2 separate regions of the Triticum aestivum genome follow, and region 2 is linked to region 1. The links are chromatin contacts, called in public Hi-C maps. All regions are on one chromosome and are shown on one strand. Each heading gives the region's core, a stretch centred on a gene start, on an enhancer-like site or on the middle of the called end of the contact. The rest is flanking DNA. Distances are from core to core; before and after follow the strand shown.

What was found. A called contact is a pair of places that touch in the nucleus more often than the background predicts.
Region 2: a Hi-C map of leaf shows a contact between it and region 1, with 6 times the contacts expected there. The contact joins the promoter of LOC123115921 here to the enhancer-like site in region 1. A contact is called at or near these places in 2 of 5 Hi-C or Micro-C datasets (both in leaf).

What each region holds. Positions count from the first base shown.
Region 1 is chr5B:233,440,147-233,444,271 of IWGSC CS RefSeq v2.1, reverse strand. No RefSeq gene overlaps it. Among protein-coding and RNA genes, the nearest start is that of LOC123111135, 11 kb to the left of the region's middle. Within about 2 kb of position 2,346, at least 2 of the 8 cell types and tissues checked have an H3K27ac peak or open chromatin away from gene starts, as enhancers often do. A contact at or near this core is called in leaf, where this site is marked.
Region 2 is chr5B:234,084,826-234,088,950 of IWGSC CS RefSeq v2.1, reverse strand. LOC123115921 (ribonuclease H2 subunit A) reads left to right here and starts at 2,435. Exons shown (of 8, transcript XM_044536962.1): 1 at 2,435-2,632; 2 at 2,920-2,991. The coding sequence starts at 2,527.

The DNA of each region.
Region 1 (4,125 bases), core at 1,097-3,596:
AGGAGGCGTGGGAATGGAACGACCGGAAGGCGCGCGAACGGCGTGGCGAGGAAGACGAAGGCCTGCAACGGTGACACGGTTTTTTTTTTTTTTTTTGAGAAACCCATGGATTGGGGGGAATATAAGGATGCCGCCGGGTTGTTCGAGGCCCTGTGCAGACCTGGCCAGATGGTCCGGACAGAACATTTGGAATTCGTAAATTTATTTCAATTTCATGAAATTCTTTAAAATCCCCCTAAAAAGGAACAATTTCAAAATCTGTGATTTAAAAAACAAATCATGAATATTATTTAGATTCGTGAACGTTTCTCGAATTTGTGAAAATTTCAAATCAACAAACTTTTTAAAATTCGTGAACTTTTTCAAACCCAAAACCTTTTTTTAAATGTGTTTTTTTCAATTTCACAAACTTTTTCAGATTTTGTGAACTTTTTTCAAGTTTATGTTTTCCTTGAAAAGTCAACGGTCAGCCCGTCAGATCGGTCAACCGATCGAAACCATGTGAGCGAACTCGCGATGTTGGGTCAATGCCCAGCTTGGACGCGCGTGAGTGCCATCTCACTTTTCGGGCGCTGAAAGCGGAGAACGGGAGCTCCTGTATACGGAATTCCATATGGGCAGTGATCTGCGCCGGTGCACCGGCCGAACGATTCGGCCGGTCGGCTGCCCACCGTCGGATCGCTTTGCCCAGGGCCGTTGGATCACGCCCTTCTATCACCCCCTTCCTCTGCACGAACGACAATGGCACCCTTCATCCCCGCGGCGCCATGGACGCTTCGAGGCCGCCGGTCGCCGTCCTCGTCGCCGGTCTCCGTCCTCGTCGCCGGCTCGCGGCCCTCGCCCCAGTCGCCGTCCTCGCCCCTGCTTGCCGATCTCCGTCCTTGTTGCCGCCAGGTCGCCGTCCTCGCCCCCGCTTGCCGATCTCCGTCCTTGTTGCCGCCCGGTCGGCGTCCTCGCCCCCGGTCGGCGTCCTCATCGCCCCCGGTCGCTGGTCGCCGTTCTCGTCGCCCCCGGTCGCTGGTCGCCGTTCTCGTCGCCATCGGTCGTTCGCCTGGCTCCCCCGGTTGAAACTTTTTTGTCATTACCGCTTGAAGCTTTTTCTCCTAGCGGTTGAAGCTTTTTCATTGTCGTTTGAAGCTTTTTCCACCATTGAATCTTTTTCCCGCGGTGGAAGATTTTTCCTCATGCCACTCTTGAAACTTTTCCTCTAGCTGGATAAAGCTTTTCCACAAACGGTTGAAGCATTTTCTTCCTGGGTGGAAGCTAGACACTTGACTAGTTTCAGCAAAAAACGATGCCGTCTGTAGCAAAAAACGATGCCGGATGTAGCAAAATCTGTTGGTCCAGCAAAAAACGGATGTCGTTGTAGCAAAAGCCCCGCTAGATGCAGCTCCGCTGCATGTCACCGCTTGTTGTAGCATTTGTCACCGCATATGTTGTAGCAAAACGCGTCACTGGTTGAAGCTTTTTTGCTTGCTGGTTCCAGCTTTTTCAGGCGCGTGGTCACCACGATCACCACCCGTCGTAGCAAAAAATTCTATAGGTTGTAGCACTTTGGATCGCCGGTCGTATTTTGGTGCCGGTTGTAGCACCTTGGCTCGCTGGTTCTAGCAAAAATGGTTGCTGGTTCGCACGCCGCGCCTCCCTTATAGCTTTTTTTGCCACCCGTTGTAGCCCGCTCGCCGCAGGTTCCAGCTTCCTCAGTTGCCGGTTGCAGCACGCCACCGACAGAGGAAGACGACGGGGTATGGGGTCGCAGCTCGCCGCCGTGGTGGTTCCAGCACAGCGGCCCACCGGTCCAGCACCACCACCCCATGTTGCAGCATCATGTGTTGCCGTCGCGCGTGGTCGCATCTCGCCGTCCTGCTGGTTGGGCAAGGCCACTGGGTCACAACAGAGGGGAATAGGGGGAGCAGTTTCCCAATCTAAAGCTTGCAGCGGTGGTGGTGCAGCAGCCCTGCGGTGCGCTTGGACATGAGCAGGAGCACAGCACCCCGGTGGAATCTGAGGAGAAAAGACGAGAGACATGGGAAGCGGCGAGCTCAGGCTAGAAGAAATAAGAAGAAACAAGTGGACAGGCAGCTAAGCGGTGTAGATAAGGAACGCCCAAAGCGGTGCGCGCGGAGCCCACAACAGCGTGACGTGGCACAAATCGGTGGCGTTAAATCATGAGGGATCGAGCGATCGGCGCGTCGCTTCAGCCGGTCCGCCGGCACGCAACGATTCCCATTCCATATTTACCGCTCGTTGCGTCAAATTGTCAACGCAACGCATAGGCACGAGAGCTCATATAGGGCGCTTTAGGCGCCGCTTCAGCTTCGTGGCGCCCGTGCGCCCCCGCTCGTGGGCTGGCCCAAGCGCTCGACAAATGGTTCCCTTCGCTCGATTGCGTTACCTTCACTCGATCACGTTTCCTTCCCTCGATCGTGTTCACTTTGCGCGGTTGACCAGCTGACTGTCAACCGTTGACATAAGAAAAAAACACGAGTTTTTTTTTTGAGAAATGTGAGTTAAAAAATGTTCAAAGGTTTTAAAAAAAGTTCAAAAACTAAGAGCAAAAGAAATCCAATATTTTGAACGAAATCATCAAATATTAGAAAAATCTCACAAAATTGAAAAAACAGTTCATCCATTTAGAAAAAGTTCATGGAATTTTTAAAAACCAAATCATCAAATTCGAAAAAGGTTCATCAAATTTGGAAAAAGTTTATCGATTTTGAAAAAAAGTTCATCTCACCAATTTTGAAAAAAAATCATTGAATTCGAAAATTTTCATCAAATTTGAAAAAAAAAATCCATGAACTTTGAGAAAAGTTCATCGAAATGGAAATAAAGTTCATCAATTGAAAAAAGTTCACGGAATAGAAGAAAGGTTCACCGAATTTTAAGATACAATAAAAAAGGAAAAAAATAGAAAAATGAAAAAAAACGAACTGGGATATAAGAGAAAAAGAAGCTGTTATGCACGAAGTGAACGATGTCCGTAGTGGTTAGCGCTCAGTTAGGAACGTAGACGTCTACGGGCGCCGTTTAGGAATCGCGCGCATAGGCGTACGGAATTCGAGTAGATGCACGCAGCTAACGATCCGATCTGGCCCGACCCATTTAAACAGCCAGTCGCTCTCGGTTTTAGGTTTGGGACTTTTCTAAAATTTCCTGAACAAGTTTTTCTGCTTTACTTCTTTATTGTTTTTTATTTCCTTTTTTCCTTTTTCTTTTCCGTTTCATTTTTTCTTTTTTCTTTTTCTGTTTCTTTTCTGCTTTATTTTTTATTATTTATTTATTTATTAACATTTCGTCTTCCTTTTCTTTTTTATTTCTCAAGTCCATTTATTTTCAAACTTGAACAAAAATTTCAATTTTTCTTTGGAATTCCAAATATGTTCTCGTCTTCAAAATTTGTTCGCAAAATTCAAAAAAGTTTGCGAATTTCACAAAATGTTCCTGGTTTCAATTTTTTCACAATTTAAAAAATTGTTCCTGTCCACAAAATTTGTTCACAATTGTAAAAAATGTTCAGGAATTTGAAAAGATGTTCGCCATCCAAAATTTTCTTCACGCATTTAAGTTTTTTTCCTGTTCACAAAATTTGTTGACAATTTATAAAACAATGCTCTGTTTTTTCAAAATTTATAGAAAAATTCAAAAAATGTTCAGAGAGTTTCCAATAATGTTTGCACCTTTAAAACTTAAAAATGTTCCTGTTGGCAAAATAAAAAATGTCTCGGAAATTCATTATTTTGTGGTTCCAAATTTTGTTCATCTTTGGGAAAAATGTTTGAAAATTCAAAAAATGTTGGTTTTTAAAAAATCGTATCTTTTCAAAAATTTCTTCCGTTTTGACATTCTGAACAATATCTAAAATACATGAAATCTTTTCAAAAATTCCTGTACAATTTTATGAAAATCTGAATAGGTTTTGATTTATGAATAGAAGTTGAAAATGACATAACTTTTCTAAAGCGATAACATTTGTTTGAAAAATAAAAAGAAACTGTTGGAGATATAACTAGTGGACATGATCCGCCCAGGAGGGGCCGGGTCATACCACAGGCGGCTTAAGATGAGAAGGCCCAAGAGGATGATGAAGATGGCGGTCCATAGAGCAAGCTTATCGAAAGCCCA
Region 2 (4,125 bases), core at 1,186-3,685, 640 kb before region 1:
GCCGTTTTACAATAAAAAGTTGCTTTTTTTTTTCGTTACTTGAAAGGTCACATATGATAGTGTTGGTAGTCCCCGCCCGTAACTACCCCATAAATCTCCATTATCCGGAAATATAATGGGAACAGAAAGGGAAACGTGAAAGGGAAACATGGAACCAAGCGCGCGAACTGGTATTTATTTGTGTTTTCGCGCGGAAAGGGAAAACGAAAAAATATGATAGTATGAGGGTTAAAGTGCAAAACGCATGAAACCACAAACCGGAAAGGGAAAACCGGGAACCAACCGCGCCACCTGGTTTTCCCTGGCGGGAGCGCTACGCGCGAGACACTTGTCACACACGGGGTGCTCCCGAACCGCTCGTTAACTAGTTGCTCCCCTATTTGGCGCCCGTTGCGCTCGATACCAGCTATTTCCACAATCGGGCGCACACCCCCTCCCTTCGTTCGCTACTAACGGGACGGCCCATCACAACGTTCGCTATAGGTTTTTATAGCACAAAAAGGACTGCTCCCGGCGGAGAATCAAACCCCCGACCAAACGCTACCTGAGACGACTCAACAACCACCGCGCCACCAAGCTTGATGTGATATCATACATCTTTTCTACACTTTCTTCTTTCGCCTTTTCTTTTTCCCCTTTTTTTAAAATTCGAGAAAAATTATTTCTTCACTTCTTTTCCGGAAAAATGGATGAACTTTTTGTTTACAAATTCAATGAGCTTTTTTCATAATCGATGAACTTTTTTCAAATCTGGCGAACTTTTTTTCAACTTTGATGAACTTTTTTTTGAATCTGATGAACTTTTTCCCAAATTCGATGAATTTTTTCTCAAATCCGATGAACCTTTTTTCAAAATCGATGATTTTTTTTCATATTCGGTGAACTTTATAAAATTTGATGAACTTTTTTTCGTATTTGACGATTTTTTTTCAAAAATGATGAACTTTTTTTCGAATTCGATGAACTTTTTCCTAAGAACCAGAGTATGTACTGTAGAAAACCGGTTGTTTTTTTGTCTAAGAGAAATCATGACATAATGTAGCAATTTTGGGGAAGAGAAAAAAAAACAAGCGATCGAGTGTGCTGCGTGAACCAGCGATCGATCGAGGGACCTCCTATTGGACGCTCTCTGTGTCAAGTTGTTGCGGTTTCGCACAGGAGCGTCCCCGACTGGGCCGGCCCATGAAGATGGCGATCGACACGAATGAGCATTGCTCAAAAAATAATTCGATGGCGGGGATTCGAACACACGATAGAGTGATCCAGACGATGTGTTCCTACCAGCTGACCTGGTACTCAAATGTGCTCATAACTTAGCATCAGACTTAAAGAACCAGACACGCTTTACAGATCCGAATTACTTTAGGAATTTCGAAAGTAATTTCATTTTTCAAAAAACGGAATGTTCTGTGAAACACAATCACTTTCCAAAATTTGTGAACAATTTTCCAAAAAACTATAACATTTTCTAAAAAGCAGGGACTTTTTTTGAAATCATGAACAATTTTTTCTAAACACTAAAATTTTCTGAAATTATGAACGCAATTTTTACAAAAATTCAGAAAAGATGAACATTTTTTTACTATGTGAACAAAATTGAAAAGGCTGGAACATTTTTTGAAATTACAGAACATTTTCAAATTTATGAAAACAATATTTAGAAATGAGAACATTTTTTTCAAATTCCTCAAACATATTTTAAGTTTGCGAACAAATTTTCAAAAACATAATTTGTTTTCAAAATAGTGAACACATTTCGAAAGTCAGAACATTTTTTGAAAATTACGAATTAAAAACGAAAACCAAAAAAGGAAAAATACGAACATTTTTTAAAAAAGGAACATTTTTTAAATCTCAGAACATTTTGTTTAAAATGCAAACATTTTTTGAATTTATGAACAATTTTGGAAAACACGACCATTTTTGAAAAAATGAACGTTTTTAAAAGTGGGAACAATTTTTTTAAGTTTACGAACAATTGTTGAAACATAAACTTTTTCAAAAAAAATGAAAAATAAAAAAGAAAGGAAAAAATGAAACAGAAAAGGAAAAGAAAAAGAGAAAATAAAGTAGAAAAATAAACAGAAAGACGTAAAAAAAGAAAACTAAAAACCAAAAAAGGAAAAAACCGGTTCAGGGAATCTTCTAGAAGCTTCCCAAAACCAGAAAAAAACGGCTGGGAAACTCTGGAAGATTCCCAAAACCGGAAACGCGAATACTGTAAATGGGCCGGCCCAGTTCACGGTTCGATCGCCAGCTCTTATGCGAAGCCTCGACAGCTTGACGCAGAGAGCGTCAAATAGGATATTCCATCTATCGATGGAGTGGGCGGCTAGCGAGCGGGAGCCAGCGCGCGTTGCTGGGCCAAGCCCATGCAAGCGACGCAGCGGGCGCTGGGTTCGCTAGCGGGCGCTGAAGGCGCTGGCGAGGAGCTCTCCGTTTTCGCGGCACCAGGTAGGTCTCCCCGCGCGCAGCTGCGACTGAAATTTCACTCATCAAAAAAGAAAAGGAAAAACTGCGACTGAGATGGCGGCGGCGGCGGCCACGGCGACAGCGGCGGCAACGCCGGAGTGGGCCACCAAAGAGCCTTGCCTCATGGGCATCGACGAGGCTGGACGCGGCCCTGTTCTTGGTAAACCACCTCTTCTCCGTCTTGCTGTTGATTTTAGCTTTCGGTTTGGCGAATTGGGCCATGCATATGCATTCGGTTCTTGTAGATCTGCTGCAAGATACTGTTAATTATACGCTGATAACCCGTTTCCGCTGAAAGGTAGAATCTTGCTCGCAATTTTATCTGATTTGCGCGCATCCCCAATGAAATATCCGGAGCAGAACTCGGATTTGCGAATGGATTAAGCAGAAATATTAGATGTGTTCTTTCCGAAAAGAATCATAACTTCGTGTTTATCGCTCCCGCAGGTCCCATGGTGTATGGCTGCATGTATTGCGCGCGCTCCTACCATGACACTCTTGCCACCCTCAGTTTTGCAGGTCTCACTCATGCCCTTTTCTTGTATTTCATAAATTTAGTAGTCTGCTTGACTGCTGTGCTTGTGGGAATGCCTGGATTGCTTAACTCCTTAATTAGTTTAGGTTGCTGTGACATACTCCCTCCATTCACAAATACGGAGTATAAGATGTTTTGGATATTTCAATGTGGACTACATACAGATTGAAATGAGTGAACAAACACACTAAAACGTGTCATATATACATCCGATTCAGAAAAAGGTTAGAACATCTTATATTTGTGAACGGAGTGATAGCATTTTACTTTAATAAACAAATTACTTGCATCCTGCACCAAGAGGCAAATTTGGAAACTGGATCACATTATCATTTAAAGACCAAGTCTTGTATTAAGTTACCACACTCAGTACTTTGGTTGATTTGGGAGGAAAGAAACAAGCATAGTTTCTTAAAACTTGATACTGTGTGCATGAACCTGAGCCCTTGAGTTTATGGACAGAAGAAAGAACGCCTACTGTACAGACATCTCGTCTTTTTCAGTAGAACCTGATTCATTGTTGCTATTCCCTCAAGTCTCCATAGTTCACTTTTCTTTTCACCCCCCCCCCCCCCCCCCCCCCCCGCTGGCCCGCCCACTCTCCTCCCCACCATTATAAGATGTTTTGGATATTTCAATATGGAGACTACATACGGACTGAAATGAGCGAACAAACACACTAAAATGTGTGTACATACATCTGATTTAGAAAAAGTTAGAACATCTTATAATAGTGAACGGAGGGAGTTCATAATTGCTTCTGTGTACTTCTTATCTGAGTAAAACATCAAACAGTAGTTTTAGTTTAAAAAACCAGCTTCTGTCATTTGAGAGCTCCCATATCTATTTCTTTGCACCGTGCATGAATTTCAACTTTAGGGTCGACAATTCTTTAATTTATTCACTGTGCAGCCAATTGTTGCACGATCCTGTCGATCCAACCACGCATGTGTATGACGAAGTGGAGCACATCCACAGGATCAAGTATTGCCAACGGTCGTGCACTAAGTATCGTGTGCAAAGCAGTTCCGCTCGCAGTTTTACCATGTTCAATATTATGTCCCAATTGTCAAGTCCTCGAGTAGCATGGTAATGCTGCTTTCCATGGGTACTGGATT